Linked DNA regions of Oryctolagus cuniculus: region 1 is linked to region 2. A link is a contact called in public Hi-C data. All regions are on one chromosome and are shown on one strand. The core of a region is the stretch at or near the end of the contact, and the rest is flanking DNA. Distances in the headings are between cores, read along the strand shown. Region 1 overlaps USP3 (ubiquitin specific peptidase 3). Region 2 overlaps TPM1 (tropomyosin 1).

Region 1 (6,216 bases), core at 2,645-5,144, 430 kb before region 2:
TGAGAGCTTATGTGGGCCGCTGAATGTTGAGAAGGAAGAGGAGCTTGTGATTGATAGGAGGTGTGTACACAGAATAGAAACGCCCACAACGCAGGAGTCTCAAATCTCTGGGCACAATGGGATTGATCACCTGTGTCGTTCCAGACGTCTGTGGTCAAAGGCTGGAGGTGACCATATTCCAGGCAGCGGCTGGGATCACGCAGGATTCCCGCTTCCACAATAGACCCGGTTCCATCTGCGGAAGCCTTTTCCATGTGGCCTTCTCTGTAATTTGCTTTTGGTTTTCACGTTGTCATGATTTGAGAGGAGATGAAAATGTTCTGCCTCGCTGAGTCGTTTAGGATCAAGTCAAAGTATCTCTGAAAACATCTTGTTCCCTCGGCCTGGCAGTCTCCTTGGCGATGCAAACAGGGGGACAGCAGGGTGATGCTTGCTTTCCCAAGAGCCCCTCAAACTCCATTTGTGTCTCCCTGATGCAATGTAGCTAATACAAATAAATCCTTCCTCTGGTGTATAATTCCTGGAGTTGGCCATGGCTTGCAACATGATTCCCTTTCCTCAAAGGCCAGAGGGGGGGGGTGGGCATTATGACCCAGAGGTTAATGTACCACTTGGGACCAGTGCCTCCTGTACTAGAGTGCCTGGTTCAAGTCCTGGCTCTGCTTTTATCCAGCTTCCTGTTACTGCACACCCTGGGATGTGCAGTGATGTGATGGCTCAAGTACTTGGTTCCCTGCCACCCTGGAGGAGACCCATATTGAGTTCCGAGCCCCTGGTTTCTGCCCGGCACAGTCCTGGCTGTTGCAGACATTTGGGGTGTGAATCAGTGATGGGAGTTCTCTTTGTCTCTCTTCCTGCCACTCTGCATTTCAAATAAATAAAACTTTTAAAAGGTCATAGAACATGAGATTTGTTTTCCCCTAGAATCTTTTTTAAAAAGATTTATTTATTTGAAATAGTTACACAGAGAGAGAAGGAGAGGCGGAGAGAGAGAGAGAGAGAGAGAGAGAGAGAGAGAATGAGGTCTTCCATCCGCTGGTTCACTCCCCAGTTGGCTGCAATGGCTGGAGCTGCGCCGATCTGAAGCCAGGAGCCAGGAGCTTCTTCCGGGTCTCCCATGTGGGTGCAAGGGCCCAAGGACTTGGGCCATCTTCTACTGTTTTCCCAGGCCATAGAAGAGAGCTGGATTGGAAATGGAGCAGCCAGGACTCGAACTGGCACCCATATGGGATGCCGGCATTGCAGGCGGTGGCTTTACCCACTATACCACAGTGCCAGCCCTAGCCCCCAGAAATTTTCTTGGCAAGAATCCCACCTGTCTTTTTTTTTTTTTTTTGACAGGCAGAGTGGACAGTGAGAGAGAGAGAGACAGAGAGAAAGGTCTTCCTTTGCCATTGGTTCACCCTCCAGTGGCCGCCGCGGCTGGCGCGCTGCGGCCGGCGCACCGCGCTGATCCAATGGCAGGAGCCAGGTACTTCTCCTGGTCTCCCAATGGGGTGCAGGGCCCAAGCACTTGGGCCATCCTCCACTGCACTCCCTGGCCACAGCAGAGAGCTGGCCTGGAAGAGGGGCACCGGGACAGAATCCGGCGCCCCGACCGGGACTAGAACCCGGTGTGCTGATGCTGCAAGGTGGAGGATTAGCCTAGTGAGCCGCGGCGCCGGCCCCACCTGTCTTCTTTAAGTGATATCAGTCAGGTGGTCCCTAGGGCGCAGGTGCCCATCCTCTTGGATTAAACAAATGAGCAAGACGTCTACAGAGAACTTGCATCACTGCAAGTCTTCCCCGGGAGCTCCAGTGGGTGGACTTCCTGGCTGCAGACCCTGCAGTACCGATGTGGGTGCAGGTCCTGCTCCTTGGCACAGACGCCGTTGTCGGTGGCGTGGCTGGTGGCAGCAGCACAACCTGGGATAGCTGCTTCTCACTGAGCTTTTGTGCTTGCACTCCTGGCTGGGTGTCTGCTCACTGCCACCCACTGTCACCGCAGCCCCTCGCACTGTTGCCCCCTTCCCCACCCTGCAAGTCCAGAGCTATTTCCTTTAACAACCGGATGAGAGCAGCCGTGCGACAGGCTAGACAGAAGTCTGACCTTCTTAGTGATCATTCCCAGTGTGGGCACAAGGCCACAGCACAGTCCTCCCGGCTTCTGCCCCACAGCCATTGGGCCACCTCCAGTGTTAGCTGCCAGGTTGAGCTCCATGCCAAGTATCTCTGGATCACTTTTGTTCTATCACTTGATAAATATATTTACAAGTACAAGGACACTGCCAAAGTCAGAGGAAAATGGAATTAATGGGGCCGGTGCTGTGGCTCAGCGGGTTAACACCCTGACCTGAAGTACTGGCATCCCATATGGGCACCGTTTCTAGTCCTGGCTGCTCCTCTTCCGATCCAGCTCTCTGCTATGGCCTGGGAAAGCAGTAAAAGATGGCCCAATTGCTTGGGCCCCTGTATCCGAATGGGAGACCCAGAAGAAGCTCCTGGCTTCTGGCTTTGGATCAGCTCAACTCTGGCTGATGCGGCCATCTGGGGAGTGAACCAGCAGATAGACCTGTGTGTGATTGTGTGTGTGTGTGTGTGTAACTCTGACTTTCAAATAAATAAATAAATCTTTTTTAAAAATGAAATTAAAATATAAGTTTGGGGGAGAGTGCTTGGCCCAGCATCCTATATAGGAGCAGTTGTATTTGAGTCCTGGCTCTGCTCTCAGTCTCAGCTTCCTGCTGATGTGTGCTTGGGAGACAGCAGTGCAGGCACAAGGAGCCGGGCTCCTGCCACCCACCTAGGAGACCTAGGCTGAGTTCCCAGCTTTGAGCTGAGCCAGCCCCAAGCATTGCAGGCATTTGGGGAGTAAACCAGTCAGTGGGAGGTCTCTGTCTCTCTCAAATAAATAAATAACTTATAAATATATATTTATCTTGGTGCATAAAAATTTTGAAATCCATGAAGAGTTTTTTCTTAATGTGTATTTCCATGAACATTTTGAAAACTCCTGTATAGATGGATTCCAAAATGTTTTGTTTGCACCAAAATAAACTTATCCTTTAATTCTATGTTCTACGAACATTTTGAAGTATCTGCTATATATGTCATATTTTAATTATTTTTTTTCTTGCAGCATCCTCCCCAAAATGGTAATTCAGGGTAAAAGGCTATGATCCATGCTATGAGTTGACATGGTGATTTGAGATGCATTTAGCCGTGGGTTCAGAAATATCCTGGCTCCCTTGTTCACAGAGGATTGTTGCTGGGCAGCTGGGAGGCAGCACGGTACAGCAGGAAGAGAGTGGGCCCTGGAGTAGGGACAGCTGGGCAAAGGCCTGGGCAGTGTCACTGTGCTGGGAGCTGGAGACTCGATTGGTTTCCCCAACCAAGTGGCTCTGCGGGCATCGGTTGCCTCCATCTTGGCCTGAGGCCCCTCGGCCTGGCCCGCCGTCTTTGGAGTGGGGTGGCGGTGGGGGGGTGAGGCCAGCTGGGCAACAGGAAGTGAACAATTACCTATCACAGTGTCCTGGGAGGCACCGCTTAAGCACTGTGGGACGATGTGCAGACTGCCACCTGCTGGCGTGAAGAGTTACGCGTCCACATAATTTGGAGATGAAAGTGCTCCAGCCTGCGTCTGGAGTGAAGTTGCAGGAGAAGGAGGGGAAGGTGCTCCGAGCCCAGGCTGGCCCCAGGAAATGGGAGCTTTAAGGGGATGTCCTCCTTCTGGGCATGAAGCTCTGGGAGAGGAAGCTGCTGTGAAGGAAGGCGGGTGCTGGCGGTGGGGTCTTCGCGGGGCAGGAGGTCTTTGTCAGCGATGGATGAAAATGATCAGGCTGAGAGCAGTCCTCCCTGCAGGTCCTCCCACATGGACAGGGCGCCCCCAGGGGCTGGACGCATGCTTGGCAGGCGCCGTGCCTGCCCTGGTCATCTCACAGGGGAAGGCCTGTGACGAGACTCACTCTTCTCAGACTGATGTAATTCCTTTTATTCAACTGAGGACAAAGTTGCCTCTGAATACATCAGAAATCATCTGAAACACAGTATGCTGCCTCCAAACCCTGCTGCCATTTTTACTTCAATACTATCCAGCCTGTGTATGCACACTTTTATGGAGCTATAATAACACACGCTATCCTGAAGTTTGTTATGTTTTACCCACAATAAATATTTCTCTATATTGCTACTTAATCATAATTGTCCTTATAAACTGTATACGAGGCAAATGTATGGCTGGATACAAATCTGCCTAATAATTCCCTTAAGCCTATGACTTCTCTCTCTCTCTCTTTTTTTTTCTTGCTGTGATAGATACTGCTGATGGTAACTGCTTTTTGCAGATTTTTATTGCATTACTTCCCAGTAATCATAAATGCGGCTGTTCCTGTGTGTTGTCATAACTGCTTCCCCAAAGAGAGATTACTGATTTACAATGCTGCCAATACTACATGAGAGAATCAATTCTGTTGCAACATTGGGCATATTGAATAACACTGCATTAATATATTCCTGAGAATTAATATTTTTAATGGGGCCCCAAATTTGTTCTAATCTGCCAATAGGCAGGTCCTTTTTTACTTATGTAGTAATTATAATTTCTCATGTGTGAAGTGTCTGTTCATATTGTGGTTGAAAAACTGAATGAGTCCCTTGTTTGATGTCTTTCCTTTAAAAGAGAGAGAGAGAGAGAAGCAATAAAAGATTGCGTTATTACAGCTGAGACGGTCAGAATGGCACTTTCTGTGATACTCTTTGGACTAATACCTCCTTCTGGAATCTTCCCAAGAAAGTTCGGCTATCTGGAGGGCAGGTGTCCTCTGCTGCCCAGAGCTACGAACCGAGCAGGGCGAGTCTACAAGCCCCTTGGTGTGCTCGGCCCAGCAGTCGGGAGGACGTGACTTCCCAGAGTTCAGGAAAATGACTTGGGCACCAGCCTGGGTCACGATAATGCAAATGAAAATCAGCTGATGGAGAGTTAACTTGTCTCCTAGTGACCGAAGAATACGAGTCCTTGAGAGTCTCAGTTAAGAAGGACTCTCTGCTGCCCTAGTGGCACAGTGGGCTAAGCCGCCACCCGTAATGCCAGTCTCCCACGTCAGAGCGCCAGTGTGAATCCCAGCTCTGCAGCTTCCAATCCAGCTCCCTGTAACGTACCTGGGAAAGCAGATGGTGATGATCTGAGTGCTTGGGCCCCACCACCCATTTGGGAGACCAGAATGAGAGTTTCTGGCTCCTGGCTTCAGCCTCTCTGGCTGTTGTGGCCATTTGGGGAATGAAACATCAGGTAGAAGCGTGTGCTTTCTCTCTCTCTCTCTCTCTCTCTCTCACTCTCTCTTGCCTCTTGCTCTCTATTTGTCACTCTGCCTTTTAAGTAAATAAATAAATCTTCAAAGATCTTCCATCCATTGGTTCACTCCCCAAATGGCTGCAAAAGCCAGGAGCCAGGAGCTTCCTCCAGGTCTCCCACGTGGTACAGAGGCCCAAGGACATGGGCCATCTACTGCTACAGCGCCAGTCCCAGTGCCCCCAGCTCCAGATGCCCCTGCATCTGCCACCTGCCCTGGAAGTAGAGGAACCACTCAGTAGCCGAGAGGCACCCTGTGGCTCTCTCCCCCAGGGTCTTCTCCGGCCGGCGGCTCTGCCCTCTCCCAGCCAGGCTGATCACTAGAGTGCAGCTCTGGGAAGCCTTCTGGTGCTGGGTATCCATTTCTTTTCCTATACTCCCCCCCCGCCCCAGTGCACCACAGCCTGCAGTGTCCCGGGCAGTGGCCAAAATATTCTGCCTCACGCACAGTCCTTCTCCTGAGAGAAGATCGTGGGTGTCAGAAGCCAGGTCTGTGAGTGGGTGGAAGAGCCTGGCTCTCCCTAGCAACACCTCACTGCTATTTTCTGGGATGACGAGATAAAGAAGGGACCTGACCTTCGATTAACACATACCATGTAAAAGGCACGGCTTCATTTAATTTGTTTTTCTTCCTCTCTTCCTTTCTCTCTTAGGTTTGTTTGTTTGTTTATTTGAAAGAGTTACAGGGAGGGAGGAGGAGGGAGAGAATCTTCCAGCTACTGGCTCACCCGCCAGATGGCCACATTGGCTGGGCTGGGCCAGACCTAAGCTAGGAGAGCCAGGAGCTTCTTCCAGGTCTCCTGCAAGGGTAGCAAGGGCCCACATACTTGGACTATCTTCCACTGCTTTTCCCAGGCCATTAGCAGAGAGCTGTATCAGAAGTGGAGCCG
Region 2 (6,772 bases), core at 3,824-6,323:
TGAAGACAAAAGGTGGGAGAAAAGAAAAGAGTGGCACAATGGAAACAAGGAAAACTCAGTCACAACATGAGAGCAGCGCGTGACACACGGGAAGCAGCAGACATGCAACCCCGCTGCCAGCTGCACCCTCGGGAGGTTGGGAGGACCGGGGACGCCCCAGCTCTGCCTGCCTACCTCTGCCCAGCCCAAAGGCCACCCACAGGCCCTCTCAGGGCAAGGGTTCCTCTTAAGAAGACCCATGAACAGAATTTTAAAATAAGCTAAACTCGCCTTTGAGAATATTCAATTATACTAGCTGCTAAGACTCCCCCACACAATCAGTTTTAGCACTGAGAAACATCTCAGAGACAGATGCTTGGATCCACCCCCATCCGCAAGTAGGGGAAGAGACGATGGAACGTTCTCACTTCCATGCTCTCGGTCATGTGTCTCAGGGCCTTTTTCTTTTTTCTATTTTAGGGTGTGGAGATTCTATAACCTCTAAAGCAGCAGGCACATGTTACACTCTTCAAGCCACTACTTTTCTGCAAGGGGAAAAGCCAACAGCATTTCCAGCTTCCGCGGGATCAGTGTGGTAGTAGCGTGAAGAATCCTCTGAGGAACAGAGGTTTACAGAGGCAGCATAACTTCGGGTTTACATCTGGTTAGTGAGGCATGATCAGTTACGCATGCGCAAGGCTCTGCTCCTGGGAACAAGACTGCCTACCCCACTCACTGCTCACAGAGCCACAACCTGGGCCCCTGGCGCCCACACGCAAACTGCACCACCGTGCTTTATGGCTCTGATTTAAAGGTTGTGGCAAATGTTACTGTAGGTATTTTAATCCATTTTATGTAAATATAGGAAATTTTTACAGTCTTGGTTCCTTAATAAGAGTTTACTTTGCTCTACAATTCTTAAAAATGAGGAAGACAGGCCCTTTCCCAGCATTATTCTTTGGGCTGGACTGGATCATACTAATTCTCCTTTCGTCGGATCATCAGCATCTTGACATTTTAGGATTTATTTGTAATTACATTTCTTTTATGAAAAGAAATATTGTACTTCGCTGAACCTTAGGAAACCAACTTTTGACACTTCTTGAGTTTCCTGCACAACTACACTGTCTTCCAGTTTTACTAGTTTATTAAAAGGACAGCGTTCAAGGTCACTTGTTCCTTGGGAGGAGCAATCTACTTTAGCATTTACAAAATAAAGGAGAAGGGTTTGTGTAGACAGACTTGGTCTATTTGGCCTTTCTATTAGTAGAATGTGAGAATAAAACAAGGACTGTCCTAGATTATGCAAAAGAGTGAACAAGAGGGTGCAGAGACTGAGCTCACGGGGTAAGGAAGCAGCAGCAGTGAGTTTATCACATAAGCATGAGGGCACGGAGGCGAGCAGGCAGGGTGCATGAACATTTACATGGAAGTCATATCGTTGAGAGCGTGGTCCAGCTCCTCGCTGATGGCTTTGTACTTCAGTTTCTGAGCGTACAGCTCGTCTATGACCAGGAAGTGGGAGGCAGAGGTGCAAGGACATGGAGAGTGATCAAGAGATGGAGGGTGAGCGAGGGCGGCGTAGGAGCCATCCCCCACACAGCAGCAAGAAAAGGACAATGCATGGAGGGGTTGGTGCCGCGGCAGGTGGCCAATGCAGGAGGCGTGCATTTGGTTTTTAAATAATTCGGAACAAAAACAAAGAGAACAAAACCCATTAGAAAATAAAACCAAAAAGACTCCACACGAAAATCATAACAAATATGATGGGTACATTAGAAAAATATGCTCAACCTTAAACAAAACCAAAGACTGGCTCCTGGGTGGCAGGAAAGTGTCTCTTTCACAGAGCTCTATTTTAACCTCACCAGAGTAGTTAGCCACCTGCAGCTGTAAACAATGGAAAAAATACCCCAGGGCAATGTTCTGGAAGGAGAATTAGTGATTACAGCCTGTAACCCTTATCTGGCGCCACCTTCAAACCACGGACTTCCTGGCTAAGCTGGACCACTGGGACGTGGATGTCTTAGTGCCATTTCCAGGAATGCTGTGGTCTCCCTGTGTGCGCTGCTTGACAGCGGTCCTGGAGGCTTGCAAAAGCAAGAAGAGCCAGCACCTGGGGTTCTGTGTGGTGCAGGCCACAGCCTATGTTGCACTTGGGAAGGCTGGCAACCACTTGTCATCCCCTCTTGTCCTCAAAACTGCTACTGTCCGCAGCAACCTGCAGGTTCTTCCCCAACCCCTTCTGCCAGTGACGTAGATGATTTTCCCCCCTGCTTCACAGCTAACCGCCTACAAGTCTCAGAGTTCAAAATTCAGGATTCCCGTTGAGATACACAGGGTGTTACCAAAATAAAACCTACAAATGCTTGAGTATAATTGCCAAATACAAAGCCTTGCTGATTTTCTCCTCTCATTCAGTATTAAAACTATTTTGCTAAGACAACGAAGAAATAACCTAAACCCTTACAGTGAATTTATACTTGGAAAATGATGGGTTGTGTCTTAAAAAAAATCAAGTTCACATCATTCTGATAATTAGGAGCTATCATTAAAGATACAAAATATATTAGAGTCACTCTCACAAACTCCTCACTCAAAATGAAAAATAAATCTGCCCCACACCTGACGAGTGTGAGGGAAAGCTGGTGGCATCTGCCACTGCAGAGGGGGACGTGCCCTGTCTGGTGGCTGACCAGTCACCTCACGAGCAGTGCACGCAGGTCTGAGAGTTGAAGAGCCACAGGTGAAAACCCCAGAGGACAGATAAGGAGAATGTGCAAGAGCAAAGAGGTCTATCAAGGGGGACGCACTTGGACTGGAAAACTGTTTTGTCAGGTCAGTATTCAATGGTAAGGATTCAGTTGAAAACACTGTTTCAGACCTTACCTTCTAAGTCATCAATGCTCTTCTCCAACTTAGTTACCGACCTCTCTGCAAACTCAGCCCGAGTCTCAGCCTGTAACAATTTAATTTGTTTTGGTCAGTGAAGGGAGAGTTTACACTTCCAGCAGCTACAAACACGGGCACAATGAGAGGATGGCCTTCAAGGGCCTCAGCCATACAGCGGGTCGGAAGCTGCCCGCCACTGGGGGAGACAGGAGCCAGCACTGCACATGAACTCCAAGAATGCCTTGGAATGTTCCTGATTTGGGTCACTGTAACTTTAAAGACTCCCTACCAGCGCCACAAAAATGCAGTTGGCTTCACCCAAAACTCTATTATAATATTACCTCCTTCAGCTTGTCAGAAAGCACCTTGATCTCTTCTTCATACTTGTCTTCCTTCTGTGAGTACTGTAATTAAAGAGAGCATTCCAGATGTCAGGCTGCGGCTCACCACCCGATGCCTTCGCGTACAGGGGACGTGCCAGCCCAGCCAACAGATGTTACGGATCTCTTGGGAGGTAACGGAGCCTCCGCTATCAAATCGCATGCTACAATACATCCTCTGCGCGCCTGCCTATTGCTTTACATGGGATAAGACCAAGATAACCTATCCGCTGGCACTTGGTTTAAATTAAATGGACGACTCACACACCCCACGTGAAATGTATTCTCTACTAAAAACCAAAAGGACGCTGTTAGCAGTAAGCATCAGGGAGTCACCGCAGAAAACGCTGTCGTTATTACTAACACGCCTACTGTGCGGTAGCGTTCACGAGCAGGGCCTCGGGGAGAGAAAGCGCGCCTCTGGCCAGAGAGGCCCGTTCCCCCGCGGCGTGCTCCTGGCCTACCTTCTCAGCCTGAGCCTCCAGTGACTTCAAGTTGTTCGTCACAGTTTTCAATTCTTCTTCAAGCTCGGCACATTTGCTAACGTTTTCGTTCAGAGGCAGAAAGGGTGGGAGCCAAGCCCAAGGAAGGAGGAGAGAAAAAGGAGAGGGATGGGAAAACATGAACACTGAGTCCCAGAGCTGACGGGCCGCCTTCCAGTAGCCAAACCATCTGGTGCCAAAGCGCTCGGTGCGGCCGCGGACACTGCCCTCTGACCTCACAGCAGTGCAAAGGCAGGGTGGCAAAATCCAATGCGCGGCTAGTGTGATCATTTGGCTTTTTTTTTTTTTTTTGGCTGCCCCAAGGAGCATTTATGAAGGGAAACACAAAAGGAGCATAAAGGACCAAGAGAAAGCACTTAAAGCGAGATATAAACAGCAGAGGGCTGAGTGAAGGTGCAGTCGTTACACCCAACAAACCAGTGTGCATTGGAAGCTGAAAGACGTCTGGGTTGCAGTTAAACCTAAAAACCATACATGAGCCATCAGTACCTTATCCTCTGCAGCCATTAATGCTTTCAAGGTCTGATCCATTATTCTTAATTGTTCTTCCAGCTGTCGAACTTGGCTGTTAGTGGACACAGGAAATGCACAAGGCCATTCACAAAATCAGTGTGCAGGTAAGGCATGCAGTGCCACACGCATTCATACACAGACACCCCACACGAGTCCTCCGTGTTCTGTATCATGGCTCATCCACATCCGGTGAGCGCAGGAGGAGCCCGGAGCCGAGACAGGTCAATGTGCAGCTGCCAGAAGTCATGCTGTTTAGTCACCGCTCTGCAGCACCCCACCGCGGCCTCCTGCTGCCGGTCCCGCTTACCCTTCTGAGAGCTCGGCCCGCTCCTCTGCACGCTCCAGGTCGCTCTCAATGATGACCAGCTTGCGGGCCACCTGCAGCAGGACAAACACAGCACGCACACGCCATGGGGCTCGCGGTTCAGATCATGTCCACCCTAGGGTTCTTGTCTACAGACAAGATGGTCCGCCTTGCAGCAGGCTCAGGGGAAGACTCTCCAATAGGAATGCCTGGAGAGAGGGCACCAGAGGCCCTTGCTCAAAACGACCCAGCAGGGTCAGCTACCACAGGGTCTCCATGATGTGAAGCCTCAGTCTGGTGGAGTCTGCCTAACGAACAGCAGCCAGCCCCAAGCATCGAAGGAGGGAGAAATATGAAATTCACAATCTCAAAAATAGCAGTAAGATGAGTGTGATGCATTTTATACTGGAGGCTGCCAAGAAAGAACTGAAAATAACCCCAAGTGCTCCATCGATTTAGTGTTCTGTATGTCAGCTCTCTTTCTGTGGGAGTTAAGAAAGTGGGAGAAGCTAACGTGAGGCGAGCTGGTGAGACAACCCGCAAAGCCTAATCTGTGCTCAGCGCAGGAAAGGAGAGAAGGGATCCTTTGATGCAGCTTAACATCTGCGGGACCAGTCAGACCTGGAGATACTAACAGCATCCCCCTTCAGGAGAGCCATGCTGGGACACAGTAAGGAAAAAGGAAAATCTTGGTGGTCATGTTGGCTGTTACCATGGGGACATGACCAGGTGCAGGTTCACGTGTGACCCAATGCTGACAACAGGGCTCTACCACCTTAGAGGAGAGAGGCTTCCGTCAATCTACTGCGCAGTCATGTGGCCCCTGGTCTCTAAGCTGCCCCAACTGGACGTGTCAGGTCACTCAGACCCTCCCTTCCTAACCAGCCTAACTCTCGCTTTCCTTGCTGGAGATCTTGTGTACTGGTCTTCGGGTGGGAAAGGTGAGGGGAGCTCAGGTTCTTGCCAGTGCTCCTGGTCAAAGGAAGAACCATTTCTAGATAAAGGAATCGTATTTCTCAAGACCACCCATTTCTGCCGTCACTCAGCAATCAAGGCGGGCCACCGCAGGGAGCCCAGGCGCTTTGGGCCTGAGGATCTGACCTCTTCATACTTGCGGTCGGCATCTTCAGCAATGTGCTTGGCCTCTTTCAGTTGGATCTCCTGAATTTCCATTTTTTCCTCATCCTTTTGGGCTCGGCTTTCAATGACTTTCATGCCTCTGAAAAGAAAGGCAAGCAGGGAAAGCCAACATTTATAAATGCGCAGATTCTGCCCGTTCACATTGCACGGCTGTGGTCTGCGCAGCCCAAAACAGAGCACAGAGCTACTTTTCTTTCCCGAGCCACGAAGCAAGACTTTCCAGAACTGAAGGCAGAAAGAGACACATAGCCCTCTGTTCACTGTACGCGGATTTGGGTACTAAAGAAACTGTCCAGGCATCTAACAGTAAATGAAAGGTACCATATGTCAGGATCTTGTTCCAGCCCGGGAGGCACGGAAACAGGAAGAGGCAACATGCCCTCCCAATTAAATGTATAATGGGTTTTGTCCTTTTCCTGTAGGAAGCCTCAGCCTGAAAACAGATCAAAGCTGGAGCAAAAGTCCTCTTCAGGCACTTCTCTCTGTAGAACAGATTCCAATCCCACCAACCACAGATGAAGACACTGGACTGGCTCACGTGAAACTGCTGCTATTTGACCATTTCAGACCTGGAAGGGTAGCAATTCATATGGTTCAACTGAAAGCTTTCTGAGAAACATGTTTTGACCGTAACACCCCTTTCCTGCTAAGGGTGTCAGGAGACAGAGCTGACACTGTCTTGGAAGCTTTGCATGTGCAAGGCTCCTATTGCACGTTTCAGAAAGTGTTAAATGACCTCTGATACATCACAGCTTTATGGAATAACAAGTCAGGTTAAAATGGGATTCATTTACAAAAAAACCCAACTCAATAGGCTGTAAGATAAGCAAACCAGTATTTTTTGAGACAGTACTATAATATACTTAAGGAGACCTGAGCTCTAATCTTGGCTCAGCCACAAATATGCTGTGAGCCTCTGGGCAAGGCCAAGTCAGTCTCTGAGCCCTTGTGTTCTCGTCTGTAAAGTCAGGGTAATGGAAGAAAAGATCTTGAAGTTCCTTTCACTCCAAAGTTTAACATTTCCAGACTGCCCGTAGTGTTCACAGATAAGCCTATTTCAA

Evidence for each region. Hi-C and Micro-C count contacts between places; a contact is called where the count stands out from the background.
Region 1: a contact with region 2 is called in a Hi-C map of an unstated tissue, with 2.3 times the contacts expected there. The contact joins two enhancer-like sites. A contact is called at or near these places in 2 of 6 Hi-C or Micro-C datasets (ear pinna and an unstated tissue).

The regions. Positions count from the first base shown.
Region 1 is chr12:86,506,474-86,512,689 of mOryCun1.1, reverse strand. All of the region lies in intron 1 of USP3 (ubiquitin specific peptidase 3), which reads right to left. Among named protein-coding and RNA genes, the nearest start is that of USP3, 50 kb to the right of the region's middle. Within about 2 kb of position 3,894, at least 1 of the 8 cell types and tissues checked has an H3K27ac peak or open chromatin away from gene starts, as enhancers often do.
Region 2 is chr12:86,076,907-86,083,678 of mOryCun1.1, reverse strand. It overlaps TPM1 (tropomyosin 1), which reads right to left. Exons shown (of 10, transcript NM_001105688.1): 4 at 5,673-5,790; 5 at 4,575-4,645; 6 at 3,716-3,791; 7 at 3,213-3,275; 8 at 2,869-2,938; 9 at 1,406-1,484. Among named protein-coding and RNA genes, the nearest start is that of TPM1, 18 kb to the right of the region's middle. Within about 2 kb of position 5,073, at least 2 of the 8 cell types and tissues checked have an H3K27ac peak or open chromatin away from gene starts, as enhancers often do.